3 separate regions of the Sus scrofa genome follow, and regions 2 and 3 are each linked to region 1. The links are chromatin contacts, called in public Hi-C and HiChIP or PLAC-seq maps. All regions are on one chromosome and are shown on one strand. The core of a region is the stretch at or near the end of the contact, and the rest is flanking DNA. Distances in the headings are between cores, read along the strand shown. Region 1 holds the start of LOC100524475 (transducin-like enhancer protein 1). Region 2 overlaps SPATA31D1 (spermatogenesis-associated protein 31D1). Region 3 has its middle 130 kb from the start of SPATA31D1.

The links. A called contact is a pair of places that touch in the nucleus more often than the background predicts. HiChIP or PLAC-seq counts read pairs in DNA pulled down with a chosen protein or histone mark.
Region 2: a contact with region 1 is called in a Hi-C map of embryonic fibroblasts, with 2.0 times the contacts expected there. The contact joins the enhancer-like site here to the promoter of LOC100524475 in region 1. A contact is called at or near these places in 1 of 5 promoter capture datasets (liver) and 4 of 47 Hi-C or Micro-C datasets (embryonic fibroblasts, fibroblasts and liver).
Region 3: a contact with region 1 is called in an H3K27ac HiChIP or PLAC-seq map of skeletal muscle, with 3 times the contacts expected there. The contact joins the enhancer-like site here to the promoter of LOC100524475 in region 1. A contact is called at or near these places in 17 of 47 Hi-C or Micro-C datasets (brain, embryonic fibroblasts, fetal heart ventricle and 8 more) and 1 of 2 datasets of contacts at active chromatin or transcription factors (skeletal muscle).

Annotation. Positions count from the first base shown.
Region 1 is chr1:234,368,519-234,372,404 of Sscrofa11.1, reverse strand. It overlaps LOC100524475 (transducin-like enhancer protein 1), which reads left to right and starts at 1,750. Exons shown (of 20, transcript XM_003480540.4): 1 at 1,750-3,111; 2 at 3,876-3,886. The coding sequence starts at 3,088. SPATA31D1 (spermatogenesis-associated protein 31D1) reads right to left here and starts at 1,439. Exons shown (of 7, transcript XM_005660180.3): 1 at 1,321-1,439.
Region 2 is chr1:234,547,226-234,551,111 of Sscrofa11.1, reverse strand. The region is part of intron 3 of SPATA31D1 (spermatogenesis-associated protein 31D1); the gene reads right to left. Among named protein-coding and RNA genes, the nearest start is that of SPATA31D1, 180 kb to the right of the region's middle. Within about 2 kb of position 1,766, at least 5 of the 83 cell types and tissues checked have an H3K27ac peak or open chromatin away from gene starts, as enhancers often do. A contact at or near this core is called in embryonic fibroblasts and liver, where this site is marked.
Region 3 is chr1:234,234,277-234,238,162 of Sscrofa11.1, reverse strand. No RefSeq gene overlaps it. Among named protein-coding and RNA genes, the nearest start is that of SPATA31D1, 130 kb to the left of the region's middle. Within about 2 kb of position 1,997, at least 3 of the 83 cell types and tissues checked have an H3K27ac peak or open chromatin away from gene starts, as enhancers often do. A contact at or near this core is called in skeletal muscle, where this site is marked.

The DNA.
Region 1 (3,886 bases), core at 501-3,000:
ATTAAACATTTTTAAGAACTCCACCATTGAAATGTATTGTCTAAAATGATTCTTTTAATATTTCCAGAAAAAGTTCTCCGTAAAAGCAAATCTCAAAATAGAACGTTATTTCTGATTAATAAATGCCTTTCCATAACTCTCTTGAAGGTAAAATAATGGGAACATTGGGGCAATTAACACCAAAAAATTCAGTACGTTCCAACCTAAGATAAATGCTTGTCAAAGATGTGTCTTTCTTATGGAAGAATTCACCACCATTTGGCTAAAACGGCATTATTCACTTACCAATCACGTGGAAATAACTCAAATAAATGCAGCAATATATAAGATTTTCTGCTATGTGGTGTATTTGCTATGTGGTGTATTTAGAAAAACAGATCCAAACTGGAGATTTATACATTTTGCCTTGTCTATTTAAATTTTTGGAATCCCTTTTAAGTCAAGTTCCACCTCATAAGAATTTTAGCCAGGTCATTTATCCAAAGCTTCCCAATCAATGCCTTACACAGCTCAGCCGGCCAGAGGGGCGGGGGTGGGGGTACCATCCGAACTATGGAGGTGGGGTGGGCAGGACAGGTTTTTCAGGTCTAGATGCTGTTTATCCCACACACTCTCTCTCTTTGTTTCTACTAATTGGAAACAGACTCGTGGTCATGTTGCTGAGAAGCCCCTAGAAGTCTGAGCAGCTCTCTATCTCCCAACACAGCGAAATCTGGACTTTTAACAGAAGAACCGAAATTTCGCGCCGCGGGCAAAATATCGCATCTGAGACTACGACGCGCGTGCCTTACCCTGGGTTCCTTCCCGCCAAATCAAGGCAGCCCGATCTTTTTGCAAGGTGGTTTGAAATTTTCTAATAAAAACCAACTCCTACCACCTTGGGTGCAAAGGGGGCGTGGGCATTAAAAGCCTAGTCTTAGGCGGCTGCTGTATGTACGCCAGCCAATGAGTTGCTCATGTACGCATTTTCCACCAAGTGCACAGTCCACTTCTCCTGCATCCGCCAAAAGGCAGCTCGAGGAAAAACAATCCTCAGAGAAATTTTTGAATGTGACCTCACTTTCAATAGTAGCATCAAACAGGGGACAAGCACCGAAAGATTCCTTTGGCTCGAACTACCAAAAAGCACCCCTTCTCCCTCATAAGAACCTACGGGGTTAGTCTCTGAGTTTCACTGAGATCTAAAGATTTTCATTAAAGGGAAAAGTGACAAGTGGGCAGCATTTTTGCAAATTCGAGCCCCCAGCTTCGACCGCTGCACGTTGGCCTGTCCCTCCCGCTTGCGCGCTCCCGCGCGTTCCCTTGCTTGCCCCACGTTACTTTGACTGACAGCCCGGCCCCGCCGCTCTCCTTCTCTCCGACCTTCCCATCCCCGGTGCCAATCTTCGCGTCTCGCCGCTTTCCATTGGCTGGTTTCGGCGTCCCGCGGCTCCTTCAGGAACAGTTCCTCGCCGAGCCCGGGAGGACGCGGCTGGCGGAGGGGAGGTGGGGGTGGATGGGAGGAGAGACGGGGGAGACGGCGGAGAGGGAAGCAAGCGGGGCGGGAGAGAAAGGAGGGAGAAGGGGAGACAGCCCGTCCGGTGCCGCGCTGCCATAGGCTCTGGGGAGGTGTCGCGTCACCACCCCACGTTGGGTCTGGCGCATGCGATTGGCTGACACGGGCCTTCCCGCTCCCCCCTCTCCACTCGCCGGGCCCACGTACCCCGCCAGCTCCTCGCTCTCGCCCCCGCCCGCGCAGGGCTGGGCGGGGCCGGCGCTGGTTAGCTCCGGAGTGTGAAACCGCGTGTTAATGTAACCGGCGCGAGAGGCGCGGGCGGCGGCGGCGGCGGCGGCGGTGGCGGCGGCGGCTGCAGGAGCAGCAGCAGCGGCGGCGGGCACCCTCTGCCCCGCGTCCCTGAGGCAGCCGACTGCGCTACCCCCACCCTCGCACGGCCGGGCGGCTCCCTCGCCACCAGCCCGGACCTTCGCTGGCCCTTGGCGATTACTCCGGACTCGCCCACGGAGTTTGCCTGCTGGGGAAGGAGGCCAAGCGTCGGAGCGCACTCTTGCGCTTTTCCCTACCATCGAGTGGATGTCGTTCCCCGGGTCGTGAGAGAACTTTGGAGCGGGCTGGAGCGCCCTTTGCGGAGAGGTAGACGAAGAGAAGGAAAGAAAGAGGGCTGACGGAGAGGATCGGAAGAAGGGGTCCGGAGTGGCCGGGCGGGCCGTGTGCGGCGAGTGTGCACGGGCCGTGTTGCTCGGATGCGCCCAGGGGTCGAGGAGCAGCGGAAGGCTGCGGGACTACTCTCCGCCGAGTAGTCCCGTCGGGCCAAGAGGGTTTGTACAACCGCGGAAAACAGCAAGAGCGGCCCGCACGGGGCGTGCCGAGACGCCTCCCGGCGCGCCCTCCACACTTTGCCCACCTCGTCGTCATCCCGCGCTCCTCCGCTCGGGTTAAGCCTGCGGAGCGCCGGACACGGAGCCTCCCCCGGGGCCCGGACCTCGCCCCTCGCCGCCTCCAGGGACCCTGCGAGCGCCCGGTCTTGGGCGCCTCCCGGACCTGCAGGGGTCGGCTGTGAACGTCGTCACATTTGTTTTGTGGGGTTAGCGGGGGCGCTTGCCACCTGCACCTCCCCGGCTGCTGGCGCCGCGGGGAAAACCCGGCTAGGAGGCGGACCGGGAGAAGAACGGTGGAGAGCAACCCGCCTGGATTTGTTTGCCCGGGACGGGTGCGGCACACGCGGATCGCTGAGGGGAGCGCAGCGAGTCACCGCGCCCCCACCTCCTCGTCCCGGCGGCCCAGGCTCGCGATTTGGAGTGCGGCCCCGGGCGCCGGCGGCGCCCCGCAGGTTCTAGGTGCAGCGGGGCCCGGGGTGCCCTGTGATGTGGCCCTGAAGGTGGGAGCCCGCACCGGCGGGAACAGGAGCTGCTGGGCGCCGAGTGGCCTCTGCGCCCAGCGGAGCGCGCCTGCGTGCGTGGCCAGCGCGCCCCCCGCACTTCCCGCTACTGCCCGGCTTCTCAGCTTAATTTTCCTCGGCGGGATTAAAGTTGGAAATTGAGCGGAGAATTGAGTTGCCCGGGAACGGAGCCGCGGCCGCCGCCAGAGCGATGTTCCCACAGAGCCGGCACCCGGTGAGGCGCGGCTGGCTGGCTGAGTGGGGGACAGGGGGTGAGGGGTGGTAGGCGCTCTTGCTGTGTGGTAAGGAGATGGGTGGGTGCTGCATTCTGGCCGAACCCCTGGCTTGGGAGGTCGAGGGCCCTCCTCTCCTGGGTTGGGGAGTGGGCTGAAACTCTAAATTTCCCCGTTTGCTCTGTGCCCCCTCCTACTTGAGGTCTAGACTGGGCGGGTGGGGGCGCCCGGAGAGACTGGGGTTTCTTTCCAGCAGACACATCCTCCCCCTTCCCAGAGGCGAGTAGGGCGCCCCCACCTTTGTTTCTCGTCTTGCCTATTTACATGTCAATGCGGCCCCCTTTCCAGCAATGCTGGAGGTGGCCCCGGCGGCTCTGGGAACGGGAAGAGTTGTTTCTCTTCTCTGGTCCCTGGGGTCATTATCGCCCCCGTGAAGGAGGGGCCGGCGGCGACAGCGACAGTCTGGCCCAGTTCTCGGCCGCCCGCCAGGGAGCCCCTATCCCTTCAACCAGGTGACCCTTTCGCACTTAACGCGATTCGTCCTGGAGGCTAGAAGAGGCTCCAAGCCATTTTAGAAGCATCGGATCTGGGGAGGTCCACCTTCCCCCTGCCCATAGTGAAGGGCAAACTCGAGTCCGTAGCTCCGGTTTCTTCCACTTCTAACTTCATTTTTTGTTTATGTCCCACCCACTCTTTCGTCCTCTGACTTACTTCTTTATCCCTCCGCCCGCATCCCCGGTCCCTCGGTCCCCCTGGTCGTCTCTAGACGCCGCACCA
Region 2 (3,886 bases), core at 517-3,016, 180 kb before region 1:
CTAGCATCAGAGTGAGACGTTTGTTACAATCAAACCTACATTGACATATCCTTGTCACCCAGAGGCCATGGTTTACATGGGTTTAAACAAACAGATAATGGCATGTATCCATCATCACAGTATTGGACAGAGTAGTTTCACTGCCCTAAAATCCTCTGTGCTCTGCCTATTCACTGCATCTTCCACACCAATCACTGGAAACCACTCACCTTTTTATTGTCCCCAGAATTTGGCCTTTTTCAGAATATCAGATAGTTGAAATCATACAGTGTGTAGCCTTTTAATATTGGCTTCTTTCATTTAGAAACATGCAATTAAAGTTACTGAATGTATTTTCATGGCTTAATAGCGCATATCTCTTTAGCACTGAATACTGGTCCATTGCCTGGATGGACCACAGCTGATTTATCCATTCACCTTGGACATCTTGTTTGCTTCACAGTTTTGGAACCTATGAATAAAGCTCCTATAAACTCATTTTTTTAAATACCACATTATTGAGATATAACTCACATACCATACAATTCACCCATTAAAAGTGGCTTTTAATGGCTTTTAGTATATTCACAATGTTGTGCATCTATCACTACATTCAATTTTAAAATATTTGCATCACTCTAAAAAAGAAACTCTGTCCCCTTAGACTTCACCCTTCAATCTCATCATTATCCCCAGCCCTAGGTTATCATTAATGTACTTTCTCTACAGATTTGCCAACTCTGGAATTCATATGAATGGAACTATCCACTATGTGGCCTTTTGTATTTGGCTTCTTTCACTTAGCATAACGTTTTCAGGGTTCGTCCATGTTATAACATGCATCTGTACTTCATGTCTTTCATGGCAAGTAATACTCCATTGTGTGGATATACCACATTTTGTTTATACATTGATCAGCTGATGAACATTTGGGTTGTTTCTACTTTTGGCTATTATGAATAAAGCTGCTAAGAATACTTACGTACATATTTTGGTGCAGACATACGCTTCCATCTCTTGCTCATTCATTTTCACAATAACTTAAAAGTTACACTTTGTCTAAGCTTGTTGTTTTCTGAGACTTCTGGTAACAAGACCATATCAGACTCCCTATGAAATTACATCTTTGGGGTCTAAATGCAATTTTTATCAAATTCCGGGTGCATCAATTTCCCCTCCTGCCAACACTCTTGAAATTAGCCTTTGAATCAGCAGGAATGATGGTGATGCATAATGTTTAACATTTTAAAGTAATTAATGCCTTATGTTCTCAAGGGTCTATTCTTAGAAAAGGGTGTGGGAAGAGGAAATGCAATCCAGCCAAAGTGAAACATGAGCAAACCTGTAACATATATAAAGTGCATATCTGATCACACTAAAGCATCAGGCATGTGTCTGAGGATGAGAGTAGCCAAAAAGTAGGCTAAAAAAAGAAGGGATCTCAATTGTGAAAGACTTTGAATGACAGTTTAAGAACCTTGAACTTTCTACCAAGGCAGTGGGAAGCTAAGGTTTTCGTAATGAGAAGAATGGCATGCCCAGATCTCTGTTTGGGAAAGATGTCTGGCAAGCTGGTTGAGAGTGAGGGGGAAATATGCAGATTAATCACTGTATCACATAGAACTCTTTTTGCCGATAATAGAAAACCTGATGAATTCTACCTTAAGCAAAGCATTTTAATTTATTGGCTTCTATTTCTCCACAAGACAGGAGAAGATTCAGCTTCTGGCTCACCATCTCTTGGTTGTGCTTTCTTGGTGTTGACTCATTCTTAAGCCACATCTCTCGTAGTCCCAAGATGGCATCCAGCCAGGACAAACAGAATTGTTGCCACAGTTTCTCAACTAAAGTCCCAATATTCAACTAACTGGAAACAGCTCAGGCCATAAAAACACCCCTAAAATAATTACTGGGAACCAGAGGATATTACTGGCCTAGTTTAAACCAGTGCTACTCAAAGTGTGGTCCATGGATCAGTGGCTGTTTCCATATTTTTGTCATCAACTGCAACAAGATAAGTATAGAAATTAAAGATGATTAGAAACTTTTGTTACAATTTGACAGATTAATTAAATCTAATAATAAAAAATTGAGGCCTGTATTTTGTGGGCCACTGTGCCATTTTTCCAGCAATTCATTTTTATAATACTTTGTGCAAGTGCCAGCCCACAAAGGATGGAGGTGTGGGAGAGGAAGCAAAATGGTCCTTCACTGTAGACAGTTTGAGAAACTGTAGTCGCATGTACATGCTCCACTATGAAGCCTGGGGTGAGTCAGCCGTCTGGAAGTACACAGAGAGACTTTGGAGAGATTCTTCCCTCTTGCCACAAAAGAGGGCAAAAACAAATGTCCATTATAATCATGGGATCTTATTTGGAGAGAAGGACACTTCCAGAATTACTTTAGCTCTCTTATTTTCTCACGCCTTTTTCTACATTGACCTACCCTTATTCAGAGTTGCTAGTAAGACTTTACTCTTTGTAAGCCTTGGATATGGCCCTTTTAATAGGCTAAACATTACATGGGCATTCACCTACTCTGCCCACTGGAACTTTTATTACTAAAATCAAAGCATTCGAATGGCTCTCTTAAGCCATTAAGAGAAAAACAACTTTGAGCTAGACTAACACAAGGTAATTACTAAGCTGAGCCAAATTCCTTTGCCATGCTCTTGGCACTGAGGTATGGAAACTCTAGAGCCCTATAAGAGGTCTGAAGGAAAAAAAAAAATGTTTAAGACAAATTTTAGGGATCTAAGTTTCTCATTAAAAATACATTTTAGAAAATTGTTTTAAGTTAACTTGCTAGGGCAGTTGTATGGCAAGGAAACGTGCAGCAGTTTGGCAAATTGCAGCTTTCACACTTTTCTTTTAAAATAAAATGGAAATAATAAAAACACAATTAAAAATAAAATTAAAAAAACATAATCTGAAAGAGTATTTTGATTCTTTTTCTAATTAAAGCTCTGCAATTAAAGTTTTGCTGGAGAGCAACCTGTGTCTTTAATCCCACAAAGGGCTAGTACATGCACAGGACTTGAACTGTCTGCTAACGTCAGAGCTGGAAGTGACCTTGAGACCTTTCTAGCCTGGTCTTCTCATTTTACAAATTGGAAACTGAGGCCAGAGCAGGATTATTTCTTTTTTCCTTAATTCTGTCTTTTGTGTGTGTCTACATGTACACACGTGTGTATGTGTATGTGTGTGTTTTGTCTCAGAAGGCTTGGAAACTTGATGTCTGCACATAATTTGGACACTGAATATGGGACTGTTTTCTTTCGAGTATGAAGATAAGGACTCAACACCAAATTTTATCCAGTACTACCTTGAAACCTGCAATCTTCACCTGAGTGAACTTCACAAACAATTGACATAGTAATGCTTTTCTGTGACAACTGGATGGAAATGTAGTGTATACCTTCTGCAATAAAATAGACTGAATGGATAATTTCAGTCTTCTTTGATGACCCCAGCTTAGTCTAGTAAACAGCTGTGGTATTCCAGGGGAGCAGGTGTACACAGTCTAGGACATGGATTCAAATGTGCATTGATTCCAGCAGTGCCCCCTATACCTGCTATCTTAAAAAAAAAAAAAAAAAAAAAACCATTACCTGTATTTTAGGAGTTTACTTCTTTTTCATGTAAACACAATGATTGTTAATCAAATAAAAATACACAGTGCAAAACTGACCTATGACAGAATACCCTTTAACAGGTCATGGAGCTACCCTGAGAGTTAATGTAGTTTGGATCACTTTTATCCCCTGGGGCAGGGGGTTGGGTGGTGAGGGAATGACCTGTAGGACATAGAACAGAACTAACATTTGGTGGGTACTTAATTTGTGCCCCAAACTTTCACTCACCTCATCTCTTACCTATTCTATAAGAAAAGAAATATTTACCTCACT
Region 3 (3,886 bases), core at 748-3,247, 130 kb after region 1:
TGGCACTGGAATGGCCTTATGTGTTGGAGATCTAGCTAAGAGCAAGTTTAGTTGGCAATACATGTAGTCTGAGTTTAGTGAGATATGTTTATGTGGTTCAAGTCACTTCAGAAGCACATAGTGGGTGTTTATTTAGAATGAGAATTAGGGAGTTCCTGTCGTGGCTCAGCAGTATCGAATCCAACTAGTATCCATGAGGATGTGGGTTTTGATCCCATGCCTCTCTCAGTGGGTTAAGGATCCAGTGTTGCTGTGAAATGTGGTGTAGGCCAGCAGCTGCAGCTCCAATTCGACCTCTAGCCTGGGAACTTCCATATGCCATGGAGGCAGCCCTAAAAAGATAGGAAAAAAAGAAAGAAAAAAAATAGAATGAGAATTACCCTAGGTGTTCTTCTAGGGGAGTGGTTTCCAGGAACCCTCCCAGTGCCCATTGACTATTTGAGCCAGTGTTGCATCCTGAACGTGTGGAGGAGTTGGACTGAGTTTCATAGACCAGCATTGTAAGGGTATGAGTAGTGGAGAAAAAACAAAACTTGAAACATACAGAGTCAGAAACTAGTATGGAAAATATGTCTCATTGTCAGTTCTTAGTAGAAAATTTGGTTCTCATTGAAGGTGAGTAAGTGGAAGTTCTTTCCTCTCAGGAATATAACCTGATAATGCAACATACACAGTTATAAAGACACCATATATTTTTTTTTCTTTTGTGAAGGGAATAGTGGAAAATACAAAATTGGCATAGGTCCTCGCAGGGAACTGAATGGGAGTGAGGCGCCTAAAGCTGAAGCTTCATCCGTTTCATTGTAAATCTGCCTTGGAAAATGCTTTTCAAAATTATATGAAGAGATAGCCAAAGGTGCAAGCAAAAAATGTGGAAAAAATATTATGGAGGTGCAGCAGATAGGGACAAACGTCAACATATTTTTATACATTTTGTGACCTTTGTGATCTTTTCTATTAAAAAAAATTAATAATATGTTGTGACTTTTTTTCATTCTAAAGAAATACAAAGTATTTCTTTTATTAAAGGGCACCTCCCTCTCCCTGACAAAATGTTTTAAGAAGCTCCAGGCCTCACAAAAAAAATCTGGATTTGCCTCTACTGAGAGTAGCTATCAGATGACTTTGGTTCATTCATTTCCCTAAACATTCGTGAAATTCACCTCACAGCATTTCATGTCCTTCTGGAGAGGTGTTCACTTCCGGTTTTCTTTAGGGACCGGGAATGTGGCATCTTTGTGATTTCTGTGTTTGCAAATTCTAAAGCGATAAGATTCCTCTTGCTGTCTAATGGTACAACAGTTGTTTTGGACTCTGTAATAACCTCAGCTTCAGGATCTGGGAGAGCGTTGCTTTTTGCCAGCAAGCAGAACACAAGGCAAGACTTTTGGCTTAGCATAAAATAGTGTTGAAATTGTGTATTATAGTAGAGTACTATTAACTACAGTTTATGCACAAATAGGCCAAGGCCCAGGGGAAAAAAATTGCTTTACCCAAGTTCATGGGATAATGAATATCAGAGCTGCAATTATAATTTTCCAACTCCCCAACTGTACATGCAATTTGCAGGTTTACAATCCTGTACAAAAAACCGACAGAGAACACAGATGGGCTTCTAACCCCTACTAATGAGAGCATCACTCTTCATTGCAGGGATAATTAAGCAAATATTTAGTGGTCAGAAACCCACCCAGACTTTAAATAAAATCAATCAAACCCCAATCCCTTGGGAGATGTTGATTTTGGATTTTTTTTTTTTTAACTCGGAAATGTAACTTTGTGTGTGTGTGTGTGTGTGTGTGTGTGTGTAGTTCTTATTTTTATAATTTAAAGCAGAGGAGAGTTAATCCAGTTGTATTATGCCTATTGAAGAGCCACATTCTCCAGAAAGGCTTGCTCTGACACTCAAAAGGCGCCAGGTCAGAAGAGCATTTTCTCTTTGTGGATTGCTCTTTTTTTCCCCTCAGAATTTTCTTTCTTCCTTATGGAATTAGACCCTTTAAGTAAATTGCAAACAGTACTCCCTGTGTGAGGCAATGTCTAGCCCAGTACACTATGTGACACAGTCATTGACATTTCTTGTGTAAATAACAGCAGTTGGATTCAGCATTTTCAAGAATGGGAGTTGAAAAAAGAATGAACTATTTTTTCCAAGATAAAGCATACTATATGTTCTAGAAATTCAAAAGGTCTGAGGAATGAAAGGAACAAATTAATATATAAGCCTTGCGTTATTTTTGTTCCAACCGGTCCATTCCACCTTCCCCTCATAATTCTCTTTAGTCAGCTATACTTTCCTTTTTTCCATAGAATTTATCACCTTTGAACAAACTCTAGACTTTATTTATTTATTGTGGCTATAGTTTATTATCTGTCTCTGCCTGCTAGAATGTAAGATCTAAGGGGACAAGAATTTTTATCTGGGTGTATCCCAAGCACCTAAAATAGCACCTGGCATACAATAGGGGCTCAAGAAATAGTTGCTGGATGACCATGTACTATGTGTCAGCACTTGGAGAGCAAAAAGTGAATATGATATTATGCTTTCCTTTGAGAAGCTTAATTACTTTCTCCACGGATTGAAATTCTAGAATTTTGGCATTAAATATTTGTACCATTCTTTCTTATCCTTCCCATTAGAACCCTGATTTGTTTGAGGTGGCAGCATGTCTAATAAAAACAGCCCATGATGTAACTTTCCTCACAGCTTTTCTTTTAATTCTGGCCAACAAGACACAAGCTGAATTCTCTTAGGGATATCTAGGAAAGTTTTGTTTTCCTGATAAAGACATTTCCATTTCCTCTTTGTCACTTCTTTCTTCTTCCTGTCTGGAACATGGATATGATGCTTGGGGGTCTAGCTGCCATTTTGAGGTTAGGAGGGGTGAAAGCAAAATGCTAAAGATGACAGAGTGAAAAGATAGAACAGAATGGCCTACTCCTAGGCTTGTTACAAGGGAAATATATAATATTTGGTTAAGCTTTTTTTTTTTTTTTGTGGTCTTTTTGCCATTTCTTGGGCCGCTCCTGTGGCACATGGAGGTTCCCAGGCTAGGGGTCGAATAAGAGCTGCAGCTGCCAGCCTACGCCAAAGCCACAGCAACACGGGATCCAAGCCACGTCCTCGACTCACACCACAGCTCATGGCAATGCCAGATCCTTAACCCACTGAGCAAGGGCAGGGATCAAACCTGAAACCTCATGGTTCCTAGTCAGATTCATTAACCACTGCGCCACAATGGGAACTCCTGGTTAAGCTTTTTTTTAAAAATGTGGATCTACATTATACTGAACCAAAAAAAAACAATCCTACAAAATACACCCATCTCAAATTATGACTTAGCTAAACATCTTTGATATATTTCATGATCCCAATCTTTCTGAGAGTTAAGCCCACTGGATAAATTCTACATTTTGGTGCCGTACTATTGTGGACTCAGGGAGTCTCAGAAATAGAGAGGAAAGGAAGATGACTGGAGGACAGAGGATTCCTGCTATGAGGAATATACTTCCCAAATGAATTCATAGTCATTAAAGTATCTCTGCTGTAACTGCTCTTAAGAAAGCAACTACTTTTTAGTAGAGGGTTTATGTTTATTTTCCTCCCCTCTTGGGGCACTAGCTTATAGTAGATTTATTGCTATGCATGTACAGAGACTAAGTAGAGATACTGAAATTGCAGATAATAGGGCTAGATCATCTGGAAAACTTTTGTACTAATATAATGGTTGCTGTGACTCTCACACAAGTATATGTATATACAGGTGTATGAATGTGCAAGAATGTGTAAGAGTGTCCTCTTGGCATCCTCAAACCAGCCATAATTTAGTTCCTCTTTATCTTAGTCAGAATAGCCATTCTTTTTTTTTTTGCTTTTTAGGGCCGC